Linked DNA regions of Mus musculus: all the other regions are linked to region 1. Evidence: chromatin contacts called from public promoter capture Hi-C data. All regions are on one chromosome and are shown on one strand. The core of a region is the stretch at or near the end of the contact, and the rest is flanking DNA. Distances in the headings are between cores, read along the strand shown.

Region 1 (2,813 bases), core at 200-2,699:
GACTGCAAGTTTGAAGCCAGAATGGACCTTTGTAGCAAGTTCATGACCAGCTTAATCTACAGAGAAAAACTCCATCTCTAAAACAAACAAGTCATCGTAAAAGTTTAAATGAGATAATGCATGTAAAGGGTTTGGACCAGAGAAGGCTCCTTAATGGGAAAGTTTAGAAAGTGCTACTAGGGTAGAGGAGTCTATAAAACAAAGGAGTCAGGAGCTGATAAGTGAGTTAGGGCAAAGGTTGATTAGTAAAACACACAATGTATCAATTTTGGGAACATGGCGGTGTTGCTCAAAGACCTTCTCAGCCCTGATCTGTGTGGCTGGATCCTTTCCGTCTTCTTGGGCCTCTCAGCTCAAACTTCCTTGCAACACTTCTGGACCTCCTTCCTCCTGTCTTTAATATTGGTTGCTTTTTCCATAGAGCTACTGTTATCTGAAATCAGTTGCCTACTTTTATGTTTATTGCTCCCTGAAACCTTTCACTGTGAGGAATGCAATCTTATCTACCGTGGTCATAAATATAATGTAATATGGGACAAATACAATGCGTAGCATGTCATGCAATAAATACCTCTTGAATGAATCAATGACCACCAGGAAATAAACAGAAATAACAGGTCATTTTAATCAAATGTTAATTTTGCTAACCCTGTACATATTTTTGTTATACTTACAAAGACATACTTTGTGCATTCTTTTTTTGTTTTGTTTTGTTTTTTGTTGTTGTTTTTTGGTTTTTGTTTTTGTTTTTTTGGTTTTTTTTTTTTTGTTTGTTTGTTTTTCGAGACAGGGTTTCTCTTAGCCCTGGCTGTCCTGGAACTCACTCTGTAGACCAGGCTAGCTTCGAACTCAGAAATCCACCTGCCTCTGCCTCCCAAGTGCTGGGATTAAAGGTATGCGCCACCACCGCCCGGCACTTTGTGCATTCTTTATGACTATATTGGACGACATGAGGAGAAAATAACCAAGAAAGAAATCCTTCCTTAAGGAATTGGATATCTAAAGAAGAGAAATCAAAATCAAGGAAATCTGCTTGGGGGCGCTTCTAGTACTTACTGCTGAACATATCTCAGTTTCTCTTTAGTTCCTTGAGGGCAGGGATAGATTGGTGGTCTCTCCTTAGCAACCAAAATACTGCCCAGAAGTTAGTGGGCGCTCAATCATTGTTTTAAGAACTAAGAAAGCAACCAAGCTTAAAAATAAAGTATGCTTGGACAGAATTCAGTTCCTCCCCGAGGCAGGAGGCGGCGCCATGGCTATATCAGCCTAGCTGCTCGCTATTCTCGGCCCTTCCAGTTGAACATCTAGCGCTGGGTTCCCGAAGGCGTTTGCTGAAATTAGCCAATAGAAAACTAGTTTAGTTGAGGGGTCTGGATGAGCTACCCAATAAACTCAACGTTTCTAGAAAATGGGCGGTGCCAAACGGAGGGGCTGAAGGGAGCGGTTAGAGGTGGGAGTTGGCGCTGTCGGCGGGGCGGGGAGGGCGGGCTGCGATGAGGACCGGGCCGTGGCGGTGACCGGAGCTGCCGCCCGACATGAACTCGCTGGAACAAGCGGAAGGTAGAGTGTGTCTTCCGCCGGGTCCCGTCCCGAGGCTGAGGAGGTCGCGAGGGCGGCGTGGCGGGGACGCGGGGCGCACGGCCGCCGAGGGGTGCCGCCTTCCCCCCCCGCAGGGGCTCGGGGGCCCCCCCGTCTCAGTGACGAGCCCTTGCGAGTTATAGAGTGCGAATTCATTTTCTGTTTGACAACCTAACGAACCGTAACCCTAATTTCTTCCTTGGCTTCTGTAATTGCCGGAATTTAGATGTACTCTTGGCCTTTCAAAGTTTTGTTTTATTTTGATTTTTTAAAAAACACCTCTGTGGGAATAACACCCTACTTCATTCAGAGGTACGCTCTGCCACAGCACAAGGCGTAGGCGCTGCTGCTGGCCGGACGTTCACCGGCGACCCATTCCTAGGAGGATAAGGGAGTATGTTTGTACAGCCCGTTATCTGTGTATGGAAGTCTAGTAAGCCCATACTACATAGCCATCAATTAATGATAAGAGCTAGGGCCGGAATCGGATAATTGCAGTCAATTAGACCTCATGGATTTTGATGTTTCAACAGGAAGTTCTTGGTTCCACAGAATTAGAATTAAGCTGGAGTTTGGTCCATTTATTTGTAAACACCCTCCACCGCACCCCCCAGTTTTAGCTTTTGACTCTTGGCTGAAGTTGCTGCTGGTCTTCCAGCATACCAGTTTTCAAGCTTCTAAAAGTAGACCAACTGGTTTCCAGAAATTGGGATGAACGAAAAATGATGTTTTTGTTGTGTACTTAAAATTGTTATTATATAAGCAAACGGTGCGTGACACAAGTAATTTGATGTGCAAGACCTGTTGGAGTTTGTCGATCTAAAATTTCATTTTATCAAATTTCATTTCGGACTAGAAAGAGCAGATAGAGAACTGAATTCTCTTTACCTAGATCTCAAGGCTTTCGAAAGAAGACTTACTGAATATATTCATTGCTTGCAACCTGCCACTGGACGTTGGAGAAGTAAGTTGCTGAATGCTTTCTAAGGGAAAATAAAGTGTGGTTGATAGCTTTATTCCTAAGTAGGAACGACTCCCTTTCTTTAAAACTTTTGACTAGTAAATCCTTGTTTTACTAAGCTATAAGATTTCTGAGTTTAGACAACTTTTTTTGTTTTTGTTTTTGTTTTTTGTTGTTGTTGTTGTTGTTGTTTTTCCAGACAGGGTTTCTCTGTATAGCCCTGGCTGTCCTGGAACTCGCTCTGTAGACCAGGCTGGCCTCGAACTCAGAAATC
Region 2 (2,813 bases), core at 138-2,637, 610 kb after region 1:
TCACACTTGAAAATGGAACATTTTGGACAAGTAACAAAGTATTTATTTGACAGGTGCTTAATTGACTTAATTTTCTAAGTTCTATCTGAAGGAAGCAATGTTGAAAGTGAATAATAGCATTTTTATAAGCCCAGATAACTAACAGTTAACTAAAGGTTGAAAAAATTTGCACAGGATGTCAAAATGTATTTTAAATGATGACATATTTACATGGAGTGCATATGAATATATACTATCATGGTTTAAAATAATTATTTTCATTTTTTATCTTTTCAGCATTTGGGGGCTATTTAAGTGAAGTAGTAGAAGAAAATACTCCACCTAAAATGGAAAAGGAAGGTTTAGAGATAATGATTGGAAAGAAGAAAGGCATCCAGGGCCATTACAATTCTTGTTACTTAGACTCAACTTTATTCTGGTAAGTACACATTTTCTGCAGTAACTGTAGATAGTGCCTTATTGGGACGTGTGTGTGTGTGTGTGTGTGTGTGTGTGTGTGTGTATCTGAAAGGAGGTGCCTTTGAGTAGAGAAACTGACTGGGAGTTAAGAAAGGTCATAAGATTTGGTCCTTGACAGTTAACAAATTTTATATCTTATTTATATAGATTTTAAAAGCTAGTTCGTGAACAGATGTGATGAAGGCATCTGCTTCCAATGTAGTAGACTGCACTTGAATGAACCAAGTAACTGGCAGTAAACTGTTGGCATTGTATGTGTATACTTTAGTATATCAATGTGATCATGGAAATTCTTTATATTAAAAATTATTTCCCATGGGATCACTGTTGCCATCCTTTGTGTCGACTTTCCTAAAGTGGAGTGAATAATACAGGGAACATTAAACTCTGAAGATTGAACCATGAATCTGTGGCCTTAAGGATTGTGCACTGCAGTTAAACTAAGAGGCTCTGCCAGCTCTGCTCTGTAAACTGTGCACAAGAGCGAGGTGGTTAGCAGGGATGGTAGGATTTCAAAAGCAGAGAACAGAATAAAGGCTGGGGGTCTTTTTGTTGGTGTAATACTTTTGATTAAACAAACCTTGTAGTATTGCTATAATATTCTTTAGATTTCCTGATAAAAATCTGTTTAAGCCAAATGTTATATTCTTTGATACCAGTAAGTTTCTGCTGCTAGTCACTCACAAGTTATTTTATAGAAGCACATGTCTCAGGAGAGCAAGATGTATTTGTCCTAACTAGTGGCCTCCAACTTTTTCCCCATGTTGTCTGTGTGTGAGAGAGAGGGGGAATGAGAGGAGGGGGAGGGAGAGAGGGAGGAAGTGAAGAAGGGGGGAGGGAAGAAGGAAGGACAGAGAGGGCGGGCTGATTTCCAGGCTCTTCTTGACTATGTAAGCAAGCTTTTTTCAAAACATTCTCTTGCATGTCTTTACCCTGTGTTTGTGGTCTGGAACTTCAGGGTCTGTGGGCACACTAATGGCTGAACACAGGCCTCTGCTGTCTTGACACATGAATTCTTATGCATTGCTCTCCTATGCATTGTTCCTCTTTCTCTTCTGACTCCTTTAAGAATTTTCTCAAATATCAATATATTTTTAGCATAAGGAAAATATTCTTTTTGTTTTGTAGCTTATTTGCTTTTAGTTCTGCCCTGGACACTGTGTTACTTAGACCCAAAGAGAAGAATGATATAGAGTATTACAGTGAGACTCAGGAGCTACTGAGGACAGAGATAGTCAATCCTCTGAGAATGTAAGTACAAGATGTGTTTGTCTTCAGTTTGCATTCTGTTTGCTATTTTCTTGTGTAGTAATTCTTGCTGTGTGCTCATATAGTAAAAAAAGATGAATAGAAATTTCATGAAGTATTGACTTTTTAAAACCTTTAGTCTTCTGCTTCTGTTTATTTCAGTGTATGTAATAACTATAGTCTATGAAATGATGTGAATCATTTGGTATCATGTATTACAAGTTAGTAATAACACTGTACTAAAAGCAGATGAGGTGTATTATAGTAATATGGTGTTTGTTTAAAAGAATATTTTTATGTCTTCCTCTACTTCTTTACTAAGGTGAGTTGTAAATGTGCAGAAGATGGGAAGACTTTGGTATGTGATGTTGGTGATGTGTGTTAACATCACAAGATGTTTAAGTGATGAAGAGTTAAGTCATACAATGATCATGAAACTAATAGGTCAGGAAGACAGAGAACAAACTACGCAATTTAAAGGCCAGTTATGATCAATTTGAATTTTGTTATATACTTTTCTTAACAATAAAAATAAAGATTAATTTAATATATTTAAAAATAACAAAGTATGTAAATTAAAGGAATATTCTAGATGTCCTACTGTGTCACATAACTAAGAAAGTAAAAGAATAAATTTCTCTATTTAGATACTTGTTTTCCCTAAATTCTGTAATCATTTTACCCTTTAAAATAAATATGTGCTTTGATTTTCACATTAATTATTTTGTCTTATGCAAATTTTAACCACTCAGATTTTTCTTTCACTATATAAATGGTACTACCAGCAGAGGTCAAATCAATAACAAGGTGTATTATTATAGCCTTCCTTCTTTTTAAAACACTGTAAGCCTTTCTGTAATAGGCTTAATATTCTTCGCATCATATTTGTTCAAGCAGTCCGGAATTGTAGTTAGCATACTTTGTCACTCACTCTATGCCAGGAGATTGTCAGATGGCCTGTGAGGTCAGGATGTGTCTTGCCGAACATGGTGGTATATCATACACCTGTAATCGCAGCACTTACTGGCTCAAGAGACTAAGGCAAGATCAGTTGAGCTCAGAAATTTGAGATATATTTCTGGTGTCTGCAAACTTAACACCTGTTG
Region 3 (2,813 bases), core at 84-2,583, 550 kb after region 1:
CAAGACACAGTTTCTCTGTATAGCCCTGGCTGTCCTGGAACTCACTCTGTAGACCAGGCTGGCCTTGAACTCAGAAATTCGCCTGCCTCTGCCTCCCAAGTGCTGGGATTAAAGGCATGCGCCACCACGCCTGGCAGGGCCACTCCTTTTAAACCACAACCTCAGAAGACCATATATACTGGCCTGGATGACCCTCAGAGCAAGTCATCTCTGGATTTTTATTTTTAAGTGGGGCTTCAGCTAACTCACACTGATCTCAAACTTAAGATCTTTCTGCCTCCCCCCATTCGTACCAGAGTTACAGATACAGTATACCAAGCTCAGCACCCATCCATCCCTGGAATTTTTAAATGGTCCTTTTTTTTTAATGATTAAGAACGTTCATATGATTCTGTGACATGATGGGACCAGAGGTCTGGGAGGCTGTGGGCCTGTCTGTTTTCAGAAAAAGGGAGTCCTGGCCTGGTGTCATGAAAAGTCGCTTGTTGAATTGGAGGTTCCTGGGCTGCAGTAATTCCTGTTCAGTAGGCTTGGGTGGGAAGGGGGTGCCTGGGGGAATTGGGGAAGTTGGGGAGGGTTGGGAACCTGTGTGTTATTCAGACACCAGAAGTCTTGCTCTGTGAGAATCCTGCCCTGCAGAAATCAGCTTCTTTTAGTCCTGAGTGGTTACCATGTGTGGATGTATGTCCCTCAAGGGTCTGTGTGTTGGGAGGTGCAATGTTTAAGAAGGGCGGCACTATCTGTAGGTAATTGGAGGTGTGCACTTGTAAGGGATTATGGGAGCCCAGCTCATTCCTTTAGCGTTTATCCCCTGGCTGGAGATACACGCTGTTTACCCCTTTATCACGATGTGCTGCCTTGACGCAGGTTCCAAAGCAGGAAGGCCAGCAGATAGACTGACATCTCCAGACATGTGTGTCAAAATGGATCTTTTTGCTTTTTAAATTAATCACCTCAGGGATTATGTTAGTAAGAGAAAGCTGAATGCGGCGCTTAAAGCCCTTGACCGAGCTCTACTGTTCTTAACCTTTGTACAACTAAGAGGTTAGCATTTCGTGTGTGTGTGTGTGTGTGTGTGTGTGTGTGTTTGTGTGTGTGTGTGTGTGTGTGTGTGTGCGCGCGTGCGTGCTCTCGCGAGTGCATGTGCATAACACAGCCACATAGAGAGAGGAAAGAAAGCAGAAGGGAAGAAGGGGTCAGCTTTTCTCCCACAGTATGAGTCTGCATCTTCCCCACCCGAAGGGTTTCCATGCCAACTGAAACCCTGGTCTCTAAGAAACCCTACATGCAAAGCACTCCTCTGCAGGCTTCTTTAGACTCTGCTCTCTTTGCCTCTAGGGTGATGGTTTCAGCTTTCTGTTCCCCTCCCAGAGAGAATGCACAGACCCACGGGCGTGCAGAACTGAAACAAGAGCTTTGGGAGATGACTTCCCTCATTAGCTCTGACTCACCCTGCTCTCTTTCAGCTGTCCTATTTCAGCGTTGACATCCTGCTCAGACTTTCAGAATTGTCTGTGGAGCTCACTAATAGGGCAGAAGACCTGCAGCTTGAAAACCACTTCCCTGAGAGCCCTAGAAAAGCCCTCGGGGAGGCTGCACCGTGCTGTGCTTAAGGGCAGGTTGGCAGCCCAGCTGTCCTGGCTCAGCATTGTGCAACCCCAGCAAAGTCACCCCCTTTTGTTTGTGTCTCTCTTGAGGACACATCAGTAGGGCCTACTGTATGGACTTGGGGTGAAATTAATGATACTACTGTTGGGGGGGTACACAGAGCAGTGCCTGGCACAGAAAATGGACTGGTGATTTCAGGTGGCTTTTACCATGTACAGTGCATGGGTAGAGTTTGCTGAGGTGGGCATTTCTTTGTTGCAGGTGCAGGGACCTGGAGATAGCTAGTCTAACTGTTTGAATGAGAAACACCCCGCTCTACACACACACACACACACACACACACACACGCGCGCCAATAGGGGCAGGTATTTGAACACTTGGTCCCCAATTGGCAGTGATGTTTCAGGAGGTTTAGGAGGTACGGCATTGCTGGAGGTGGCTTTTGAGAGTTTAGAGTCTTGTCACATGGAGTTCACTGTCTTTGTGCTTACCGTTGGAGATGTAAGCTCTCATGCTGCTTACCTGCTGCCAATGCCTCCCTGCTAGTGTAGACTCTTACCCTTTTGGGACCATAAGGCAAAACAAAAATCTCGATTCTATTATGTTTTTGTTGCTGTTTGTTTGTTTTGCTTTTGGTTCATAGTGTTTTATCACAGCAATGGAAATCAAACTAGGACAGTTAGTGACTAGCTGATCAAGGTCAGCGCATCCTGCTGAGGGGGACCATTACCTGGGCTGGTAACCACCTATGCAAGGATTACTTACACGTGCCAGTGGAGGGCATCGTGTTTCTGACGTCACTGGGTACCTATCCCCAGGCTACCAGCTCCGGGTTGGGGCTTGAGAAGCTGTAGTTTAGGAAAGCTCTCAGATGACCTTGTGACCCAGGCTCCCTAGCGGAGCTGCAGGGCCTTGCCCATCTTCAGGGCTTTGGTGAGCCAAGGGCAGATCAGCAGTGCTCGTTAACTTAGGCCTGTTTCCAAGGTCTGGGATACTTGTGTCTAGCTAGCTAGTCTCCAGTCTGCTTTCTAGATGGTTCATCCTGTTCTGACTGCTTCTGCCACAGGCCAGCTCCTCTCCATCTTAACAGCCTTATATGGGGTGACTGTCGTGGTCATTATCCGTCTGCAAAGATGGGAACTGGGTTTGAAATCAACTCCATGGCTTCTCAAAGACCCCAGTGTTCTTTAGTTAGGGCTCAGGGT

What was found. Promoter capture Hi-C pulls out the DNA fragments that hold promoters and counts their contacts.
Region 2: a promoter capture Hi-C map of the HPC-7 cell line shows a contact between it and region 1. The contact joins the enhancer-like site here to the promoter of Cnep1r1 in region 1. A contact is called at or near these places in 7 of 39 promoter capture datasets (the 3T3-L1 cell line, the C10 cell line, the HPC-7 cell line and 4 more).
Region 3: a promoter capture Hi-C map of pre-B cells shows a contact between it and region 1. The contact joins the enhancer-like site here to the promoter of Cnep1r1 in region 1. A contact is called at or near these places in 5 of 39 promoter capture datasets (the C10 cell line, the HPC-7 cell line, liver and 1 more), 1 of 484 Hi-C or Micro-C datasets (B cells) and 1 of 9 other capture datasets (macrophages).

Annotation. Positions count from the first base shown.
Region 1 is chr8:88,117,310-88,120,122 of GRCm38.p6, forward strand. Cnep1r1 (CTD nuclear envelope phosphatase 1 regulatory subunit 1) reads left to right here and starts at 1,450. Exons shown (of 6, transcript NM_029074.3): 1 at 1,450-1,560; 2 at 2,471-2,542. The coding sequence starts at 1,536. Gm2716 (predicted gene 2716) reads right to left here and starts at 1,298. Exons shown (of 8, transcript NR_151771.1): 1 at 1,057-1,298.
Region 2 is chr8:88,731,399-88,734,211 of GRCm38.p6, forward strand. Cyld (CYLD lysine 63 deubiquitinase) reads left to right here. Exons shown (of 17, transcript NM_173369.3): 9 at 277-418; 10 at 1,588-1,710. Among named protein-coding and RNA genes, the nearest start is that of Cyld, 36 kb to the left of the region's middle. Within about 2 kb of position 1,388, at least 1 of the 459 cell types and tissues checked has an H3K27ac peak or open chromatin away from gene starts, as enhancers often do. A contact at or near this core is called in the HPC-7 cell line, where this site is marked.
Region 3 is chr8:88,667,393-88,670,205 of GRCm38.p6, forward strand. All of the region lies in intron 4 of Nod2 (nucleotide-binding oligomerization domain containing 2), which reads left to right. Among named protein-coding and RNA genes, the nearest start is that of Nod2, 21 kb to the left of the region's middle. Within about 2 kb of position 1,334, at least 171 of the 459 cell types and tissues checked have an H3K27ac peak or open chromatin away from gene starts, as enhancers often do. A contact at or near this core is called in B cells, the HPC-7 cell line and pre-B cells, where this site is marked.